Regions from separate parts of the Gossypium hirsutum genome. Here region 2 is linked to region 1. Evidence: chromatin contacts called from public Hi-C data. All regions are on one chromosome and are shown on one strand. Each heading gives the region's core, a stretch centred on a gene start, on an enhancer-like site or on the middle of the called end of the contact. The rest is flanking DNA. Distances are from core to core; before and after follow the strand shown. Region 1 has its middle 100 kb from the start of LOC121222992. Region 2 holds the start of LOC107886295 (mitogen-activated protein kinase 17-like).

What was found. A called contact is a pair of places that touch in the nucleus more often than the background predicts.
Region 2: a contact with region 1 is called in a Hi-C map of leaf, with 3 times the contacts expected there. The contact joins the promoter of LOC107886295 here to the enhancer-like site in region 1. A contact is called at or near these places in 11 of 34 Hi-C or Micro-C datasets (hypocotyl, leaf and petal).

What each region holds. Positions count from the first base shown.
Region 1 is chrA03:89,308,128-89,312,642 of Gossypium_hirsutum_v2.1, forward strand. No RefSeq gene overlaps it. Among protein-coding and RNA genes, the nearest start is that of LOC121222992, 100 kb to the right of the region's middle. Within about 2 kb of position 3,019, at least 1 of the 9 cell types and tissues checked has an H3K27ac peak or open chromatin away from gene starts, as enhancers often do. A contact at or near this core is called in leaf, where this site is marked.
Region 2 is chrA03:89,407,866-89,412,759 of Gossypium_hirsutum_v2.1, forward strand. It overlaps LOC107886295 (mitogen-activated protein kinase 17-like), which reads left to right and starts at 3,621. Exons shown (of 10, transcript NM_001326724.1): 1 at 3,621-4,026; 2 at 4,116-4,243; 3 at 4,345-4,404; 4 at 4,785-4,894. The coding sequence starts at 3,621. LOC121222992 (a long non-coding RNA gene) reads right to left here and starts at 2,366. Exons shown (of 3, transcript XR_005920344.1): 1 at 2,230-2,366.

The DNA of each region.
Region 1 (4,515 bases), core at 1,769-4,268:
TCATATTTCAATTTTTCTCATCAATTCACTGTATTTGTTATCAAAATAATATCATGTGTCTAGACGAGAATTTTGGGATGTTAAAGATTAGAAGTCTCAAATGAAACTTTCAAACCTTCAATTTGTAGCATCCAAAACGGTTATGAAAGAACGATTATAAAAGAACTGGGAATAAATGTTTTGAAGATATGGATAGTGGGAGTGAGAAAAAATAGTGAATGTGTTATGCATGAGGAATAACGGAAGGGGGGAAAGTTACAAACATTAAATGAAAGTTACAACTCATGTAATTTTTTATGAGTACTAAAAATTCTATCACATGCGTATGCATGTAGAAATCACGAATTTAGAACACAAAAGTATGTTTAAAAATAACATAAAATAAAAAATGAAACGTGTGACTTGAAGCTAATTAATAATAACACATGAAATATGTACGATATTAAAATAATAAAAATTAGATTAATAATATATCTTAAATTAATTATGAAAAGACATTTCTGTAATTTCTTTAATCGAGTTGGTGCCTCGTTGACACATAACACCAACTCAATCAATGACTTAAATAGTAGTATAGATATACAACTGATAGAGATAATAAATTGTACATATTAAAAAAAATTGTATAAAATATATTAAAATTAGGCTTTGATTGAGTAGTAAATTTAGGTTTTACTAATTATGTGGATTCAAATTCCATCATATATATATTTATTGCTAAATGAAAAGATTAAAACACCCTCGAATGATATAACTTATTTTAATTATAAAAAGATATTTTCATAATTTTTCTAACCGAGTTGATATCAAGTTGACTCATAATGCCAATTCACTTAAAGGCTTAAATAATAATGTAGATAACATTACTTGCATGCTCATATGAAAATGTAATTTCTATTTGATTAGAAAGGAAAAGCAATTGTATTTTGAGAAAAGCTGGACTTCTTAACATTGATCGTATTTGGAGCCTCTAAATCATGCTTTTCAAACATACCAAAAATGAAGCAAACCCACGAATCTTGTCATTCTACCTAAGTTTAGATCTATAGCATTCTCAACATGAAATGTCATTCTCAAAGTTAGTTGTTCCCAATAAAAGGTGTCATTCCCGAGATTAGTTGTTCTAACAAGGAATATAGTTCCCAATGTTAATGGTTGTCGGCATGGAGTGTTGTTCCCAAGGTCAATTATTTCAATATAGAGTGTTGTATCCATTTTTAATTTGGAGCGTGGTTTCTTAGGTTGGTGCCATAGTTTTCTAAATATGAAAGCTATGCCCAACATTACTTCCACAGCATTTACAATGTGGAAGTTTTGTATAAGATTACCTATATAGCTTTCTTAATATGGAATGTACTTCCCAAAGAATGATACCATAGAGAATAATATTGACTGTAAGTATTATTAATAGAAACGTCATTAATAAAAAATGAATATTTAAATTTTGCCCCAAGAGAATCTCTTTTTCATGTATTTATGCAAAATATTAATAATGAGACATAACAATTATGAACTCCAAAAATAGGCCCATTGGCCGAAGAGGAGTTCATTCGTACCCATAATCAGGATTGGATCCGCAAGTTTACAATGTCACTCACCTTTGTTCGAACCCTTAAAGCATATTATTATTATTATTTACTACAAATATATGTTTAAATTAATGAAAAGAGAAATTATGAAATTCAAACGGTAGCAACCTAGTGAAAGTGTAAACCTTCGAAATATGATTCTTTACTAATGTTCTATTTACTAATAACAATTGAAATTGATAATCTTTTACGTACTATTTCCTTGTAAAAGATGTTCTCGTCTTCTCACATTAACTATCCTGCAAGCTATGGAAGATATACATTTTTAATGAATTGTACTTAGATTGCCCTCAATTTTGCAAATATTTTTAAACTAAGTGTTTTTTTTTTCTTACATCTCATATTTTTATTCATATACTGAAATTTTAAATAAAATTTTTAAGTTTGAACAAATAACTTAACCTTTGAATAAGTATTTATATTATTACAAAATCTTTGACCCAACTAAATATTGATTTAATCATAAAAAGTATTACAATTTTTTTAAAATAACAATTATTACTGTAAATTTTTTATTTTTATTTTTTATATAAAAATTTAAATAAAATAACTTTCATCACTAAACCACCTCTTAAAAACCTACTTGCTTTTTAAAATAACCAACTTTTACATTTAAAAATGGGATATTATAATTTTTGGCCTTGGCAACTAGGTTCACTTGGTACTTGGATTTTTTTTTATTCATTTTGGTTTTTTAAACTTACCAACTAAATTCATTTTAGACCTTAAACTTGAAATATATAAAAGTTTAATGACATGGCATCTGAGATTGTGCCACATTATCACTTAAAAATTTAAAAAATTATATAGCTTTTTAAATGATGACGTGATATAATCTTAGAGTGTCAAATAGTGTCCTAATAACTAGACCAGTGGTTGAATCAGTCAGACCATTGATTTTCGATTCAACCGATATGATCGGTTCAACTATTAGACCAACAATTAAATAAATAATTAAAAATTCATAAAACTTTAAAACAATAAAAAAATTATTAAACTAGTTCAACATATTCAACTACTGATTTTTGTCCTAGATTTAGATTTTTATCGGGTCTATGCAATTTTTGATTCAATCGGTTCAATCCATTTATTTTGACTAGTATACTAGTCAGTTCTCAATTCAATCGGTCCAACTGATCAATCCAATTATATTCAAAAATACTGATCACATCATCAAATCTTGACGGAATCCAAATTCTGAGACTAAAATAGATCAAATTGTCAAGTTTAAGTATTAAAATAAATAAAAACGTATAATATCAAAATCAACCTAATTACTAGCGAAAATGATATATTATTCCTTTAAAAATCTAACTTTGATATATAATTTATTATTATATTATTTTCACATTAGCCTTTTTCTTTTATGGTGTCACATGCTCTAGTGTTAACAAGTGTGTGGACAAAAAAAAGAGCATTCAGTGAATTGGAGATAGCTCTCTGCATGCTCAAGTTGGTTTGAGGCACATATTTTTGTAATTTTCCCACTCAAACAAAGGTTTGAGTGTAGCTGGAATCAACACAAAATCTCATCTTACTATTTAAAAAATATTAAATAATTTTAAATTTAATTTTATAATATTATTTATCATATTTTATCACTAAATATTAAATAGATCTAATAGTATTTATTATCTGTTTATATTATATTTCTAATATCATAAATCTATTAGACATCAATTCTTTTAAAATGGTTAAAAATATTTTCATTTAAATAATAATAATAATAATAATAATAGATAAACGCGATGTTTTATCTTTTTCTATTTTATATAAAATATATAAAAATAAAACCATCATTAAATGGAATTAAACTAAATACCGAATTTTTTAAAATATTAATTTTATCATTCTAGTTAAAACTTTAAATTATTTTTACAAAATATTTTTATAAATATATTTTTTATATAATCTTTTATCCACTTGTCATAACTAATTTGTTTATAATATATCTTAAGCTTTTGACTAAATTGATATTATTCTTCAATTGGGTTTTAATATTCACTTAAAAAATTACCAAAACTTTTTTATAAAATAACAAATATTAATATAAAATTTAAAATTTTAATTATTTCAATTAAAATCTTACTTGATTTTAGAATAAAATTTAGTATTTTGTTAAAATAAAATAAAATTTTAGCAAATATATTTTTTATTTGTATTTTTGTTGTATATTTTATATGGCTGACAATAATGTGTACTAATAATTCTGCATTGCAACAACCGAGAAATGGTAGCCACCATTAACCGTGGGAATCTTTGAAAAGTAGCGGTCCGAAATTGTGCCGTAGAATATTTTGGTGTTAACCCATCGGTATCAGTACCAATGGCCACTATCCTTTTCCAAAGCATCATTTTCAATTTTTTTATTTAATAAATTTGATTTTTTAAATATAGTATATATATGATTTCTTTAATGTTATAGTTGTATAACATAAAAAATTATATATTTTGATATTTTATATTAATGGTGTTGGATTTTGTATTTAATTTAAATTTTAAGGTTTGTTGGATGAAAATTTATAATAACAATTAATTTTTATTAAAATAAAATTTAAACTTAAAAAAATAGTCATCATATTATATTTAATAAATTAAACACATAATTAAATAAATTTATAATAACACTAAATTTATTTTAATTGACAAACTCATAAAAATTTGAACTTACTAATTCATTAAATTAATTTTAAAACTCAAATCAAAGATTAATAAATTAAAATTGGTATTTTTATGTATTAAAATGTAAGTTTTTTTATATAATTGAATATCATTCGTAAATATCATACATCATTACTAATTAAGTAGATGAGTTATTCTTAAAAAAAAAAGAAAAAAGAAAAACAGATGAGTAATTTTAATATGAATCTTAAACAACTAATTCTTCATTATAAAGACATGTACGACAGTACGATCCAGCCATAGA
Region 2 (4,894 bases), core at 2,371-4,870, 100 kb after region 1:
AACCACAACGGTTGGAAATCAATTTGGAAGTATAAATACCATCCTTAAAAGGTTCTACAACAAAAAGAGAGATTATCCAAGCTCCAATTGCAATCAAACAACCTTTGTGCTTAAAATATCATACTTTTCTTGTACAAACTTGTGAGCTTTCATTGTTATTCAGTTAGCCCAAGTGTCTTATCGTTTCATTTATGCTCAATTAGCATACAATCCAATCTTTTAAGGATTAATTCTTAGTTTGCTTATTTGTTTCACTCTTTGAAAGAGTTGTATCTTAAGGTTTGGGTAAAAACCTTAAGGGAGTTGTAAGGTTAAACCTTGTCATCAAAGGTTAATCAAATTAGTGAATTTGAGAAAATCCTTAGTAGTGGAAAACTAAGGTAGTGGAGTAGGCAATTGGAGCCGAACCATTCTAAATTAATGTGTCCAATTGTTCTATCTTTTCTTTCAAGCATCCACAAATTTTTAAAATCAATTCACCCCACTCTTGGTAATTTTAGATTGACTAATCGAGCTAACACAATTAAATTGATAAATTTTGTGCGTGTTGAGGGTTAAATTGATTGGTTTTAATAGAATTAGAACTAAAAGGAATAAGTATTGAAGGACGATATTTCTTATTAACCCAATAAAAGAAGGCCACATCACATTTCTGTTATCAACTTAACGATATGGTGATTAAAAAAAATCTAACTTCAAAATCTTTAGTAATTAAATCTAAAAAAAATTATAATTGAACAATCAAAATAGAAATACTCTCATAATTAAATCACTGTTCATATAATTTAAACCTTCATCACCCAACCGTTTTAGACTTAATAATATAATTAATAAAAATGGAATTTATATAATTTAATGATTAAATACAAAATTTTATTGTTAAGTCACCAGTAAAAAATGCATTACATTTGTTTCAGAAAGTCAACTAATGATTATGGATGAAATTTAAGGGAAAAAATGACAAAAAGAAAATAATAACAGGGGAGTGATTTTTTATTTTAATTATATAATCTTTATATGAATTTAATTTAAAATATCATCAATAATAAAAAAATTATTTTAAAACGCGTGAATTAGGAAAAACAAAAGCACGATCTTAATTTGACATTAAAAAGGGAGATTATATTGTTTGTCCACTAAATACTAAATTATTGATAAGTTTTCGATTTGATTAGTTAATTAAAAAAATATAATTTGGTCATTAAAATTTTAAAAATTTTTTTTGACACTTTTTTAATTGGTATAATAATAATTTTAATTCTTAATTTTTATACTTTCTATTAATTTGATTTTAATTATAAAAAAATAAAAAATAATTTTTTTTAAATTTAAAAATTTCTAAAAACAAAAATAAAAGTAGATAAAATTTTCAAAAATAGATTAAGTGAAAGAAAATGAGAAAAAAATATTTTTAAGCCATCCAACTTTTTTCTTTGTATTATTTGTATGGAAATATACAATACTCATACTTTAAAAAACATAAAAAAAAAGCAAAATTAATGGTTGATTATTTTTTTTTTGCATCTTCTGTTTCTTGACATAGCTTTCATATCCTAAGAAAAGAAAAAAACAAATAATTTGTTTTTACAATTTTAATTTTGAAAATAATTTAAATTAATTAAAATTTTGATTTGAGTTTGAAAAAGAAAATTTTGAGGTATATTTTAGCTAAAAAAAATGACAAGCTTATGTAAGATCAATTTTAGATTTTCTTTAGGGGTATAAAACTTAAATTGAATATATTACTAATTTAGTTTTGAAACATTGATAAAGCATGCAATGTAATGATCTAACTGTTTTTTGTTCAGTTTTAAAATTGTTATTTAATTATAATGAAAGACAATTTTTTTTATTTCTCATACATATTAATTCTTTAACGACAACATTTTTAAAGTTTTATTTTTCTAAATTTTTTTATAAAAATTTTTTATTTTTAATTAATTTTAAGATTTTTAAAATTTGAATGTAAAATTAAGATCAAATTTATAGAAAATATAAAAAATGAGGACTATTAATATTATTATATTAAGTAAAAAAGTGTCACACTTAGCAGTCAGATTAGAGGAAAAATAATTTTAAAAACTTAAAAATAATCAAATTGAAATTTTCTTACTAACTAATAAGTTTTTCCCTTAAAGATGTTGACTATTTTCTTGGCCCCAAAAGAAAAGAAAAGAAATCTAAATTGATATATAAGAAATTTCCAATTTCATAGACGAATGATGTTACCTTACGTAACACAGACGACAAAGTTACTCCCTCAAATTGCAGTGCAAGACATTGAACTCCAAATGTATTTTGCGTACGTGGCACCACCTCCTTCATTATCATCCCCAATACGAAATTTGGCCATGTTAATAAAACCATAAATATAGGGCGTGCGGAAGGTGAAGGGAGGGAAGGGAGAAGCGACGGAGCTCAACCCTAAATCACCCTTTCACCGCACGAGTTTCATCCACTCAGCGATTCGCAGCCTCCGCGTCAAAATCTCAACTCAACTTGCCTTGCTTTGCTTTCCCCTTCTGATAAATTTCATTCTAATTATTAATATTACAACTTAATAGCAATCCTACTTACTATCATCTATGGCCGATGCCTGAAACGACATCACCTCACCTCTTCCCCGATCCTCTCTCTTTATAGCTCCGGAAACGTGGGGATAAGATAAGGTTCGAATTTCGATCAAGTCCTTTTTTCAGATGAATATGCCTTTTTTTATTACAAAAGAAAAATATGATGATTTTTTTAAAAAAATTCGGTATTTTATCAAATTTATATTTGTGACATAAATAGTAATGATGACCTTTCTGACAGCAGTTCTGTTTTGACATATTCAAGTTTTTGTCAGCATCCTACTTGATACGGGGTATTATATATACGTATAAATATACGTTTACGTTACACTGTATTTTCATACGTAGAAGGTGTTGCAGGTGTTATTTGAGCAGTTCATATCTTGTCTCCGCGTTTATTTGAAGGAAGCTCTTCTCTCATCACTCATCAATATTCAAGCTTCTGCTTTGGCCTCTTTTGCCGACAAAAAAAAAAAGAGTAATTTCTCTTTTTGCTCCTTAATCAGTTAAAGTATCTGTTTTTCTTTTAAATGAGACTTTTTTTTTTCTTTTTCTGCGGTTTGAATGTCTGTTAGATGTGTGATATTGAAGCTTGAAAGTTTCCTCATAGAATGAAAATTTTAGCTTTTACGATGAAAATGACTGAAAAACAAAAGGGGATTTATTTATAAGTTTATTGGGTTGAATTTCTTTTATTGAGTTTTAATGATAGTTAGTATTCGTCTGCATAAAGCTTTTTCTTTTCTCCTCTTAGCTATTTTCTTGGAGATTCTTATTAGTCTTGAACATTCAACAAAGGGTGACAGTTATTCTTATATTTAGAAAATATTTTGAACATAAATCTGTAGTTAGATCCATTTGGCTCTATATAGAAATCTACCAAATCAATGGCTTTGAGTTAATCATAACATTCATATTATATGATAGGTGGTTTGATATGCTTCTCTTGTATAACTTTTAAGTACACTGTGAGAATGCTTAGGAGTAAGTTTTTTCATGTTACTTTCTTTCAGATTGAATCTAATGGTTATTTGTTTTAATCAGAAAATGTTTGGCAAAGACTTTTTCACCGAATATGGCGAAGCAAGTCAATATGAAATAAAGGAAGTAGTAGGCACAGGAAGTTATGGTGTGGTTGCCTCTGCAATTGATACTCACACTGGAGAGAAGGTAGCTATTAAGAAGATAGCCAATATCTTTGAGCACACATCTGAAGCCACACGTATTCTGAGAGAGATCAAACTTCTACGGCTGCTGCGTCACCCTGACATAGTTCAGATAAAACACATAATGCTTCCTCCATGTCAAAGAGAATTCAAAGACATATTTGTTGTTTTTGAGTTGATGGAATCTGATCTTCACCATGTTATAAAAATCAATGATGATCTAACCCCTGAGCATCATCAGTTTTTCTTATACCAGCTTCTTCGGGGTCTGAAATACATTCACACAGGTTGCCTTCTTTTACATCTCAATTGTTGTACCAATTTGTGATTATAAATGACCCACTTTTTATTAATCTTTTCCTTTCAATTTTTTCAGCACATGTTTTCCATAGAGATTTAAAGCCAAAAAATATACTTGCTAATGCGGATTGCAAACTGAAACTTTGTGATTTTGGACTCGCTCGGGTGTCATTTACGGACGTTCCTTCTGCTATTTTTTGGACTGTTAGTGCTTCTTTCTTGCTTCTGACTGCTTTGCTATTCATAACTATTGTGTGTACCATGTTTGCTGTTTTCACTATCTGATCATCATTTAATCTGTTAAGGATTATGTGGCAACTCGATGGTATCGTGCTCCTGAACTGTGCGGTTCATTTTACTCCAACGTATGTACTGTTGTTTTCCTTTTCTTCAATTGTTTTAATATAGGAATTGTTAGTCAGATGTATAATTAATTTTCAGTTGTCCTCTTTTAGTCTTTTTAGGGATTTTTGTGTTAATAGGCAACGACAAAAACTATATATTTTAGTTTTCTTCTTGTGTCATGCTTGCTACCCTGCTTGAGGAGGTAAAATGGCCGGTTCTTGAGTAAGAAAGAAGCTTCCTTGCATATACTTTGTGAATTGAAGAATGTCTAGATATATCATATACATGTCATACGCATACACTGCTAGTAGAAATTATATTCTATTCAGGTGAACCAAATTGAGCAAAACTTCTCTAGGAACTTTGTTTAATTGATTTTTAAACCCAATTATTTGTGCAGTACACCCCTGCGGTCGATATTTGGAGTGTAGGATGCATATTTGCTGAGTTGATCACTGGAAAACCATTGTTTCCAGGGAAGAATGTGGTGGACCAATTGGATCTTGTGAC